Regions from separate parts of the Mus musculus genome. Here all the other regions are linked to region 2. A link is a contact called in public Hi-C and promoter capture Hi-C data. All regions are on one chromosome and are shown on one strand. Each heading gives the region's core, a stretch centred on a gene start, on an enhancer-like site or on the middle of the called end of the contact. The rest is flanking DNA. Distances are from core to core; before and after follow the strand shown.

The links. Promoter capture Hi-C pulls out the DNA fragments that hold promoters and counts their contacts. Hi-C and Micro-C count contacts between places; a contact is called where the count stands out from the background.
Region 1: a contact with region 2 is called in a promoter capture Hi-C map of epiblast stem cells, with 2.4 times the contacts expected there. The contact joins the enhancer-like site here to the promoter of Lgr5 in region 2. A contact is called at or near these places in 12 of 39 promoter capture datasets (the 3T3-L1 cell line, 3T3-L1-derived adipocytes, the C10 cell line and 8 more), 1 of 484 Hi-C or Micro-C datasets (nephron progenitors), 5 of 115 datasets of contacts at active chromatin or transcription factors (embryonic hindbrain, embryonic limb bud, intestinal villus epithelium and 2 more) and 2 of 9 other capture datasets (embryonic stem cells and liver).
Region 3: a Hi-C map of nephron progenitors shows a contact between it and region 2, with 1.8 times the contacts expected there. The contact joins the enhancer-like site here to the promoter of Lgr5 in region 2. A contact is called at or near these places in 2 of 39 promoter capture datasets (the C10 cell line and trophoblast stem cells), 2 of 484 Hi-C or Micro-C datasets (LSK cells and nephron progenitors) and 3 of 9 other capture datasets (adipose tissue, macrophages and pancreatic islet).

What each region holds. Positions count from the first base shown.
Region 1 is chr10:115,492,626-115,496,055 of GRCm38.p6, forward strand. It overlaps Lgr5 (leucine rich repeat containing G protein coupled receptor 5), which reads right to left. Exons shown (of 18, transcript NM_010195.2): 4 at 2,545-2,616. Among named protein-coding and RNA genes, the nearest start is that of A930009A15Rik, 76 kb to the right of the region's middle. Within about 2 kb of position 1,311, at least 21 of the 459 cell types and tissues checked have an H3K27ac peak or open chromatin away from gene starts, as enhancers often do. A contact at or near this core is called in epiblast stem cells and second pharyngeal arch cranial neural crest, where this site is marked.
Region 2 is chr10:115,586,035-115,589,235 of GRCm38.p6, forward strand. Lgr5 (leucine rich repeat containing G protein coupled receptor 5) reads right to left here and starts at 1,746. Exons shown (of 18, transcript NM_010195.2): 1 at 1,248-1,746. The coding sequence starts at 1,459.
Region 3 is chr10:115,519,244-115,522,434 of GRCm38.p6, forward strand. It overlaps Lgr5 (leucine rich repeat containing G protein coupled receptor 5), which reads right to left. Exons shown (of 18, transcript NM_010195.2): 2 at 1,363-1,434. Among named protein-coding and RNA genes, the nearest start is that of A930009A15Rik, 49 kb to the right of the region's middle. Within about 2 kb of position 1,423, at least 27 of the 459 cell types and tissues checked have an H3K27ac peak or open chromatin away from gene starts, as enhancers often do. A contact at or near this core is called in nephron progenitors, where this site is marked.

The sequences.
Region 1 (3,430 bases), core at 61-2,560, 94 kb before region 2:
CCATGTGGTAATCTAAGTGTTGACCCAGGTCCAAGAAGAGGCTGTGACTTGGTAGGGGGACTTCCTAATATTGGCACAGTGGGGACGATGGAATTTCACCCCCACCCCCTGCTCTTATTGATACTGAAGTGAATGTCCTTGCGTTCCAGGTGGACAGTCTGGAATCAGAATGGAAACCGATAAGGAATGGGAGGACCACGAGGCCTACTGTAAGGCTTTCATTTAGGAGCTGGTAAATAGAAGCATGAGAAAGACAATTTACCACAAGGTAGCGCTTAACACACAAGATAACAACACAACTTGAATAGAGTTTGCTGTTCCCCAAACCTCCAAACCAGGACAGGGGCACCTTTCGTTGGTGCAGCATGGTCTGTGGAGCTGGTGGTTAAGTTGTGCTCACGAATCTTTTGTGAACAGATCCTAATTGTCCCACCAAGGCAGCACAAGTGATCAGCGACAAAGAGAAGCACACCAGTGTACACTGCCCTTGCCTCATAGCTCACACTGACTGAGCTCTGGGCAAAGGGACCTTGTGACCATTTGTCACCTAACCCAGCTGACACAAAGCGGTGTGTGCCAGGGGCTGAGAACCTGTCTAGACGCTTCATTTCGGATGTGATGTCATCCCAGAAAATTAACCCTTGACTCTTTTCACAGGGAACACGCACTTATGTGTTTATAAGGTTTCAGAAAGAAATTCCTTTGTGAACCAGAAACTGGGAGACACCTGGTGAACAGTACATATCTAGCCTGGCAGAAACTAAATCTGAACACCTTTATCAGAGAGTCGCCGCCCAGCTGAAGTGAAGAAAAGGCTCATGGTTTTCTCTTTCTCAAAGAGTTCCCTTCTGTTTGTGATCTTTCAGCCAATAGGGGATTTCGGTTACAAACTCTTATCCTAGAATCTACTGACTGCTTTGCAGCTGTTTAAAGTTCCTACTGGGCAGTGTCAGTATCTCAATTTCCATTTAGCCCCATCCCCCCACTACAGCCCTACTGGAGGCAGTCGGCTTCCCTCTGCTTGCTTCCTTCAGGTAGAGCAAGCTCAACAAAAGCAGAGTGACACTGTCCTGTCATTAAGGAGGGGTTGGAAATGCAACAGCCCCAGCCCCAGCCACAAAGGGTCCCTTGTGCGCTTGTTTATCTATAGGCTGCTGAAAACCTAGGAAGTCACTTTGTTTGACTAGAATAAAAAAGCTTGAAATGACCTCAAGCACAGATTTTCTTTCATTAAAAGGAAAAGATCAAAGAATGAAGGTCTCATCTTCAGATCTCACACCCCCTTCTCTCGTTACTGCAGTAGAAAGCATCAAGCAAACCGTATGTAATTATTAACTGATGGATTCCTTACGGAGGATTTTTCCGGCTAGAGTCTGCAGTCCTCGCTCTTTTTTTTTTTTTTTTTTTTCCTTTTTTCCGTGCCTTTATCTCCCTCATCAGTCAGGACCAGAAAGCAGCGCTTTGTTTGACAGATGAAGACCTCAAGTGTAGGTATAATTAGAGAGCACTTGACACACATGTGTGTCAGAAATCATCCAACTGTACTGTTACCATTCCTACCTTCTGGTGAGACGATGGTTTACTAACACAACAGTTATGGCAGAGACTTGCCGAGTAGCGTTTGAGAATAATTACTTCCAACCCAAGTCCCCAAACAGCTGGCCGGTATGAATGCTCCTCTTGTGGGGAGTTACTTATTTGTTTATGTGGGTGCTGGGAGGGAAACTTCTGCTGGAAAGGTGTGTTCTGAGCAAAAGGCATTAGCACCATTGTAGTGTGTCTGTGTCTGTGTGTTTATCTGGTCTGTGTCTGTGTCTGTCTGTGTCTGTGTCTGTCTGTGTCTGTGTCTGTCTGTGTCTGTGTCTGTCTGTGTCTGTGTCTGTCTGTGTCTGTGTCTGTCTGTGTCTGTGTCTGTCTGTGTCTGTCTGTGTCTGTCTGTGTCTGTGTGTCTGTCTGTGTCTGTATCTGTGTCTGTGTCTGTGTGTCTGTGTCTCTGTCTGTGTGAGGTCTTTGAGTTTATGTAGATGAGCACTGTGGGACTGTTTGTGATTATCAATGTGTACAGTGATGGGCAGCTTGTGGTTTATGTAGTAGCTATGCATCAGGACACATGGTAGATCTGGATTTCCTAATTTGAGGGCCCTTGACAGATAATGTGGAATTTAAAACACTTGTAGTTATTTTGCTAAGTAAGGTTGGATCACAAAGAAGCTCAGACAGTTTAAAGATAAAACAAATTAAAGAAGCCAAAATGGCAGATTGTCCATTCCAATTTTCTAGGTAAAAGGTAAGCATCATTTTTCATTTGAATTCAGAAAAAAAAAATACTAATGGTCCTGTGGACAGGATTATCTAAGTGAATGTTTGCTCTGGAGACACCAACATATTCAGGCTTTTGACTGAAGACGTCATTAAACATCTGCCTGGAACCACCAAAGGCTAAGGCCAAGGCTTCTAGTCCGTTCAACCCCACCAGCTCCTGGATAACACAGGTCAGGTCCTTCTCAATTGAGATTCATGGTTTGCAGTTACAGCTGTACTTACAGGGATTGAAGGCTTCTCAAATTCTGTAGCGCTTCCTCCGGAACCTGTCTCAGCTGGTTGTTCTGCAGCATACTGTCCATGCAAACAACAACAACAACAACAACAACAACAACAACAACAACAACAACAAAGACAGAAAAGAAAATTAACAATCGCTGTCCCCAACACAGTAGCATCAGACACTGTCCCAGGGTCTTAAAAACATCAGAGCATCACGCACAACAGGTTTTGGGGGGAGGTTAAATTCCTGGGGGTGTGTGAGTGCAAATGATAAATAAATAAATCCTACAAAACCCCCAATTATCAATTAAGCCCTCATCTCTCATCCGGTTACCTTCAGATGGCAGAACGAGAGCAGGTTATCTCGAGTCCCCAGTGAGTTAATTAGAAAATTCTGGTTTTGTTCAAGATGTTTCAGTGAGAGACAAAACCGTTAAAGGGTTTATAGTCCCGCAGTGTGCAGTTAAGATGGAAAACCCTCACATGGCTGTTGATTTCTTCCACAAACCTTGCTTACTGAATACACGGTATAGTAACAGCCTAAGAAGTCCTGGTCATGATGTGGGTGCATAATTCCATTTTATCATTTGCACAAGTGTACAAAAGAATGCGAACTGCTTTCGCTAGAGGCGGCGTGTGATTTTGTATTTTCCTAACATCTTTTCTGGGAATGCTTAAGGCAGTCACTATTTCATACAGCATCCTCAGGCTCCTCTAAGCAAACATCTTTGCTGGTATTTTTGTCTTCTTTTTTCTCTCTAACTTTTGATCAGCAAGGCTAAATGAGAACAGATGAATGTAGAGGTGGGAGAGAGAACAGCTTGTCATCTTGTTGAATGGAGACTTGTGACAATTGATGACCTGATTCTTGGATGTTCTTTCTGTT
Region 2 (3,201 bases), core at 496-2,995:
GGGGAACATTGTGTAAGCCTGGTGTTTCTTCCCGCAAAACTCCTAACCAGAGGGGGGGAAAACCGAACTCACAACCATTTCAGTCAACTCCTGCCAAGGTAACATCAGAGAAAGCCGAAACTGGGAACACAGGGTTTGGAATGGGCTCGGCGAAATGTCTTGATTTTAAAAAAAATAAAGACCACAAATTTATTTCACCTCATAGTTAGGAGATCGGGTTACCTCAAGGTGGCCTGACCCTGGTCTCTGGGCCCCAAGGAACCGAGCTTCAGATTTGAAGGAGAGTCGGGAGGAGTACTTATCTCGGTCCCACAGAGATGAGTCGCTTCTGAGTCACCTCATCTAACCCACCACCTGTCACCCTCCCGCCTGGGCTTCTCAGAGACCACATTATTAAGGAACCGCAGCTTTGGTTCCACGGTCGGGGATTTGGACGCCATAGCAGGAGCAGAAAAGCTAGGACAATTCCCAGGGGCCGATAGAAAGCTCCAGGTCCCCCTTTGGATGTCAGCGGCGCCCCTGTTTACCCGCCCGGCTGCCTTCAGCCCACTTCCCTTAGCTGCGGCGGGGGAGGAGATGGTTAAAGATTACAATGTGGCCGGCGGCACTTCAAAGGGCGGTTCGGCCAGCCAAAGGTAAAGATAACGTTCTGGCAGCTCTAATCGGGGGTTTGTGGTTGCCACATTTTAATCACTTTGTTTAAAAAAAAAAAGGAAGAAAAAAAGAAAAGAGATTTCACCACACTCCAGTGTGTGGGGGGGGCGGTGTGTGCAGAGCAGCACCCCCCCGGGGGGGGGGTTGAAGAAGTTGTGTTTCTCTTGCAGGGAAAGTTTTTCAGCCCAGACGCAGAGGTCGCGCCTGTGAGCAATAGGACAGCCTGCCCTTGGGTCCCAGGTCCCTGAGCACAAACCCCCACTCAGCACACAAATGCGCACATTCGGAGGGACTGGTCCTGCGTCCTGCCAGGCGCGGCACTGCAAAGCAGCCTGCGCACCGGCTCTCTGCCCCAGTGCGCTTTAAGCTCCTTCTCCCAGGGTACAGAAAGCTAGGCTCTGCTCTGTCAGAGAGAGAGACACGTGCCTTTCTCTGGAGGCACAACAGGTCTGGTCAGAATGCCCTTGGCAAACTCGCCTGCCCCCTCCGGAGCAGGCGTGTGCCTGTGGGGAGCCCCAGCCGAGGTTTCCCACCTATACCCCATCCCTTTTGAGCTCGGTGCCCGCAGCGAGGCGGGGGGGGGGGTCACTTACAGGTAGGAGGTGAAGACGCTGAGGTTGGAGGGCAGCTCCGAGAGCCCCAGGTCCGAGCAGTCCACCCTGAGCAGCATCCTGCCATCCAGCTCACAGTGACAGTGTGATGGGCAGCCCCGCGGTATCGCATCTGGTCCCGGTGAGCTGCCGGCGGCCACCAACTGCAGCAGCGCCAGCAAGGACAGGAGCATGTGGACGCAGGAGGTGTCCATGGTGCCCGAGACTGGGAGCAGAGAGCAGGGAGCCTGTAGAGGGCAGCGCCGGGGCTGATGCAGAACCGAGGCGCTCCGGGCTCTTCTCCACCGGCTTCTGCAGCTCACCAGACGTCTGCAACCCCAATGGGCGTCTGCCGGGTCGTAGCCCCGTGGGGACCGCGCAGAGAATCGTGGTCCCACCGGCCTCGGGAGCCCTCTCTCTGAAGTCGCCGCAGTGGCTGTGAGCGTTGTTGCTGCTGCAGGCGGTCTGAGCTGTGTGCAGCAGCATCTCCGCTCGCACGCTCCTTTTTTAAAGCGCTCCAGCCAAATTGCGCGCCCAGTGACGTCAGCGCAGCCCTGCTTTCCAGGCACCCCGAGCCCGGCCTCGCTTTCCCTCCTCCCTCCCACCATCCCTGGACCCGGCTGCGCGGGCGGCTGGCAGCCTGAGGTCTTGGGGAGTGCTGGGCGCTTCCAATGGGTGGGTACCTGCACCCAGCGTCCCGGGCCCGGCAGGGGTCCCCCACCTGCACCCATCCTCTACAGTTCCTGGGTACCCGCGACTGAGATGTGAAAGCTAAAGGGGACTTGCTTCAAAACAACCTAAGGGGACACTTAGGGACTGAAAGATAACACAGGCTTTCTCTGGTCCATGTCAGATAACCTAGGGGGATGCATGCAGTGCTTGTTAAAAGGACCAAAATCTGATCCGAAAGATTGGCATCACAGAAGGAGAGCAGGAGTCCCCCGGGAAGATGGGTGGCCTTTTTGATCCTTCCATCAGGGCGCTGTCTGGCTCCCTCTTGCTCAACTATCAAAGCCTCAAAGAAATCGCTAAACAAATAAAACTAGTAAGCTGGTACTCCAGGGTCCTCCCAATTCACCCTGGACCAGGGAAGCAAACTGGCTTTAAAAAGGCAGCGGCCTCGGGGTGGGGGTGATATTCTCACGCTGTTCACTTGTGGAGGGATCTTAAAACCAAGAGCCACCCCACTCAGGTGAGTCTCCTAGGCCTCCTTTCAGACACCTTGGAAGAACACTAATGAAAGAAGGAAGTTCTTACACACCAACAGGGAATTCTGCTGGGAAAAAGGATGAGAAGAAAGAAGAACCTGAAGATTTGGTTCTCCCTCCCCCCCTCCATTCTTCTCTCCCTCCCTCTCACTCTCCCTCCCTCCCACCCTCCCTCCCTCCTCTTCCCTTTTTCCCTCCCCCCCTTTTGGAACTAGACCTCAGTGAAGTAAAAGTCGACCACACCTGAGCGAACAGCTGTGGATTTCAGGCCAAGCCTACTTTGCCAACTTTCCCCTCTGGACCACAGGAAGTCCGGTAGCCCTTTGGCATTCAAGTCCACCTAGATTTGATTCTTAGTCTGTCCAGTGGAATTTATCTGAGAAACTGAATTTTAAAAGCAGGAAGACTTTCCTTTATGTGACATATTTATCACCTTTTAGTCCTAGGAGTGGTTCCTAAACTTGCCTCTTCACCTGCCTGATATAGCCATATACGGATACATGCATATTTATGAACTTATATTATTTCATTTGAACCTATAGTCCGAGTATGGATTTTTGTTGGGTGAGGCCTGTTTTCAGTAAGTTTGTGTTTCTCCTTGATAAGGTTTGGGGGACGGACACACACACATGCACACACACACACACACACACACACACACACTTGCAGAGCGCAGTCATGGTCTTTCTCATCTTATTCATTTATTAAGGGAAGAAATCACAGCCTAGGATCTGGGAAGAGTAGTTCCA
Region 3 (3,191 bases), core at 173-2,672, 67 kb before region 2:
GTACACACACACACTGTGTGTGAAGCTCCTCTGAAGTGCTTCACTTGCTATTTTTCAGAACTTTTATTATTTATTATGTACAGCCCATGACTAAGGCAGATATACTCCTAGCTTTTTTGAAGGCTAAGTTGTAGCCATGTAAGTGAACGTGATAGAGTGTACAGAGGAAGAGAGAGAAGTCTAGATATAGACTAAATATATTCTCTAAATGATAAAAAAAAAAACCAACCCTTGCTATATAAATTACTATCCCGATTCCCCACCATACCACGTGATAACCAATTGGTTATACTCTTTCTAGGAATAAGAACAATAATGCTCTTTAAGCAATAACACCATTACAAAGGAAAGGATAAAGGGCTAGCATGGAGAACTTGGGAATATTACCCTCTTGAGGAGATGATCGCTGATGCACAGTTTGGTTACGCTGGAACACCCCACCTCCCGTGGTGGATCATGTGGTGCACCAAAGATTTAAATTACTCCTCAAATTGGACCCTGAGTTTAGGGTTTAAAAGGGACGCATTTTCCAAAGAGGTCATTGCCGACACAATCCCTTTAATCAACCGTCAGAGGATTTACCCAACTGATGGTGCCAAGCCTCCCTCCCAGGGGCCATGATGGTGTGGAGCTTCCATCACTCAGCAGGGTCTGAGGATCAAATGACTTTGCAAATGCAGACTTTTGGTTTATACAGTTCTTTTTCATCTTCTGGAAAGTGATCACTAGACTCAATCAGGTTTCCTCTGTGCATCATTAACTAATTTTATCTTTCTCCTTTAAATTTTTTTTTTTAAGAGTGAGTTTAGAAGAACCCGTTAAGTCCTCTGGATCTCATGTTTTTCTCCGTTGAAGCCTTGAGGGAAGCTACATTTAAAAGGAGGGAAATAGTAATTAAAAGGGATTAGGACAAGAAGTTTTGGTGCTAGGCAACATGGCCTCGGTCCTCCCAGTCCCAAGCTGAATCGAGCGGCAGGTTTTGGTTTTCATTAGAGCTTTACTTGCTATTTTAATAAACATGAACCAGTATTCAAACTTTTAATGCCCCGCTGTTTAACTGTTTCCAGAAAGTCATCCAGCTCTTTTAAACAGCCTTTGCTTTAAAATTTTAATTTGCTTGGCTCAGTCTCACCTTAGAAAGTTGTAGCCTCATGGTAAACTCTTTTATAAGTTGATTTCCAGAATCATAGGCTAGTCTTCCCCTGGCCCCCCCACCACTTAAGTGTTTCCTCATGTGCCAGAGTTGTTGGTGCCGACAGCTTCCCCGATTTGTTTTATCTGATTCCCACAGCAAGTATGAGAGACAAATGCAGGAATGTGCTCAGCATTGACTGGAAACACCCAGACAGCAGTGGTACTTACAACTCTTCTAGGAAGCAGAGGCGATGTAGGAGACTGGCGGGTAGCTGACTGATGTTGTTCATACTGAGGTCCCTGGAGGGGAGGGAAGACAGACAGACAGACAGCACGTGAGGAGCGGGATATACCACACTGCAAGGAAATCCAGCTGTTTGCCTCACACATTTCCAAGCAAGACAGTAAAACGAACTCATTCCGCCCCCCCCCCCCCGCCCTTAACAAATGAATGGTGATTTTCCATCCCAGATATATAACCCGCTAAGGTCGGGGGCTCTTTCTCAGATTAAACACTCTATGAGGAGCTTGCATGGAATGCAAGATGGCTTAGACCATTCATGGACATGGTCATAATTCTTCAGGTTTAGAGTGATGTTGAGTAGGGCCGAGAAGGAAGCAGACGAAACCCGGACTTTGTGTCTTGCTTTCAAAGAGACAAAAAGAGATGTCTTCACCTGGCAACTCTAGAACTCCTGTTCTGGGGGGGGGGGGGGGGGAGGGTTTAAGCACCTTGTAAAAACAAATGTTTTGATCCAAAGAAACTTGAAACAAAACAAGACAAAAAGCCCTTTCCCTCTTCAGACTTGCTCCTTTTGCAGCTTCTCAGATTGCATTAAATAAGTGAAATGAACCATAAAAGGAGGGTGTAAGGCGATCCTGTTCTGCAGCACACTTCCTGCTGGGCCTGCACAGTAGTTCCTGGCACAGGAAACAACAAGCGACTCTGGGTAGAACTCAATCAATTTTTGTTTCAAGTGAAAGTCCGTGTAATTAGATTTTATTGTTGTTGTTTTTTTTCCTTTCTCTATCTCCTTACCATTTTCTCATGTGATGTATAGCATCGATGGCTTTCCTATCTGTGTCTCAGAAATCCAGAGACTGACAGCTAGGCAGACCTGAACCAAGACCAGCTCAGAATTCATATAGTTGCTGCAGGTTTGGGGAGAAAGTGGCCTGCTGCCTCATCCTGAGAATGAAGGCCATGGTAACATCAGATCTGCATTTCATACTTAAAGCTCATCTTAAGACGCTGGGTTTCTTTGTGAAAGTGTGCACACCCACGGCAACTCCTCAGCAGAGTAGATGTTGATTGTGCAGTTGTTTTGACAAATGTTAACGCTAACTCGGTGATGCTATGGAAATGAAGAGTTATTTTAACATTAACCAACACAAAGCTGGGGAGATCACTCAGTGGATAAGGCATTTGTCTTGCAAGCATGAGGACAAGACTTCAGGTCCCCAGAACTCACGTTGAAGCCAGGAAGGTATGGCAGCTACTTCTAATCCCAGCTGTCTGGGGGTAGAGAGACAATGGATACTTGGGGCAAGCTGGCTAGCTAGACGAGTTAGAATTGGTGAATCTCACAGTTGGCCAACAGACGCTGCCTCAGCAGAGTGAGGAGTGATTGGGGTGGATACCTAATATCATCCCTTAGGCCTCCATATGCATGAGCACACACGTGCACATACGTGTATACATTTGCTTGTGCACACACACACACACACACACACACACGAATCCCCGCCACATGTAAATATGCACACACACATGCATACACTGCACACACACATGCATACACTGCACACACACCTATACATGCAAAAAAGTAACAAATACATTCAAAGGAAACAAAATGTTTTGCTAGATACTTGAGTATGATAATCTTAAAACTACTATTATTTTTGACATCTACTAGTATATAACAGTAGAGTCAGATACATGCTATATTCTCACCTTAAAGCTAAACAGAGACAAAAACATAGAGTAAAATATGTCTGTATTTTTTAAAATTTGGATTTTCCTGATACCGTCTAGATAGTAAACATTAATGACA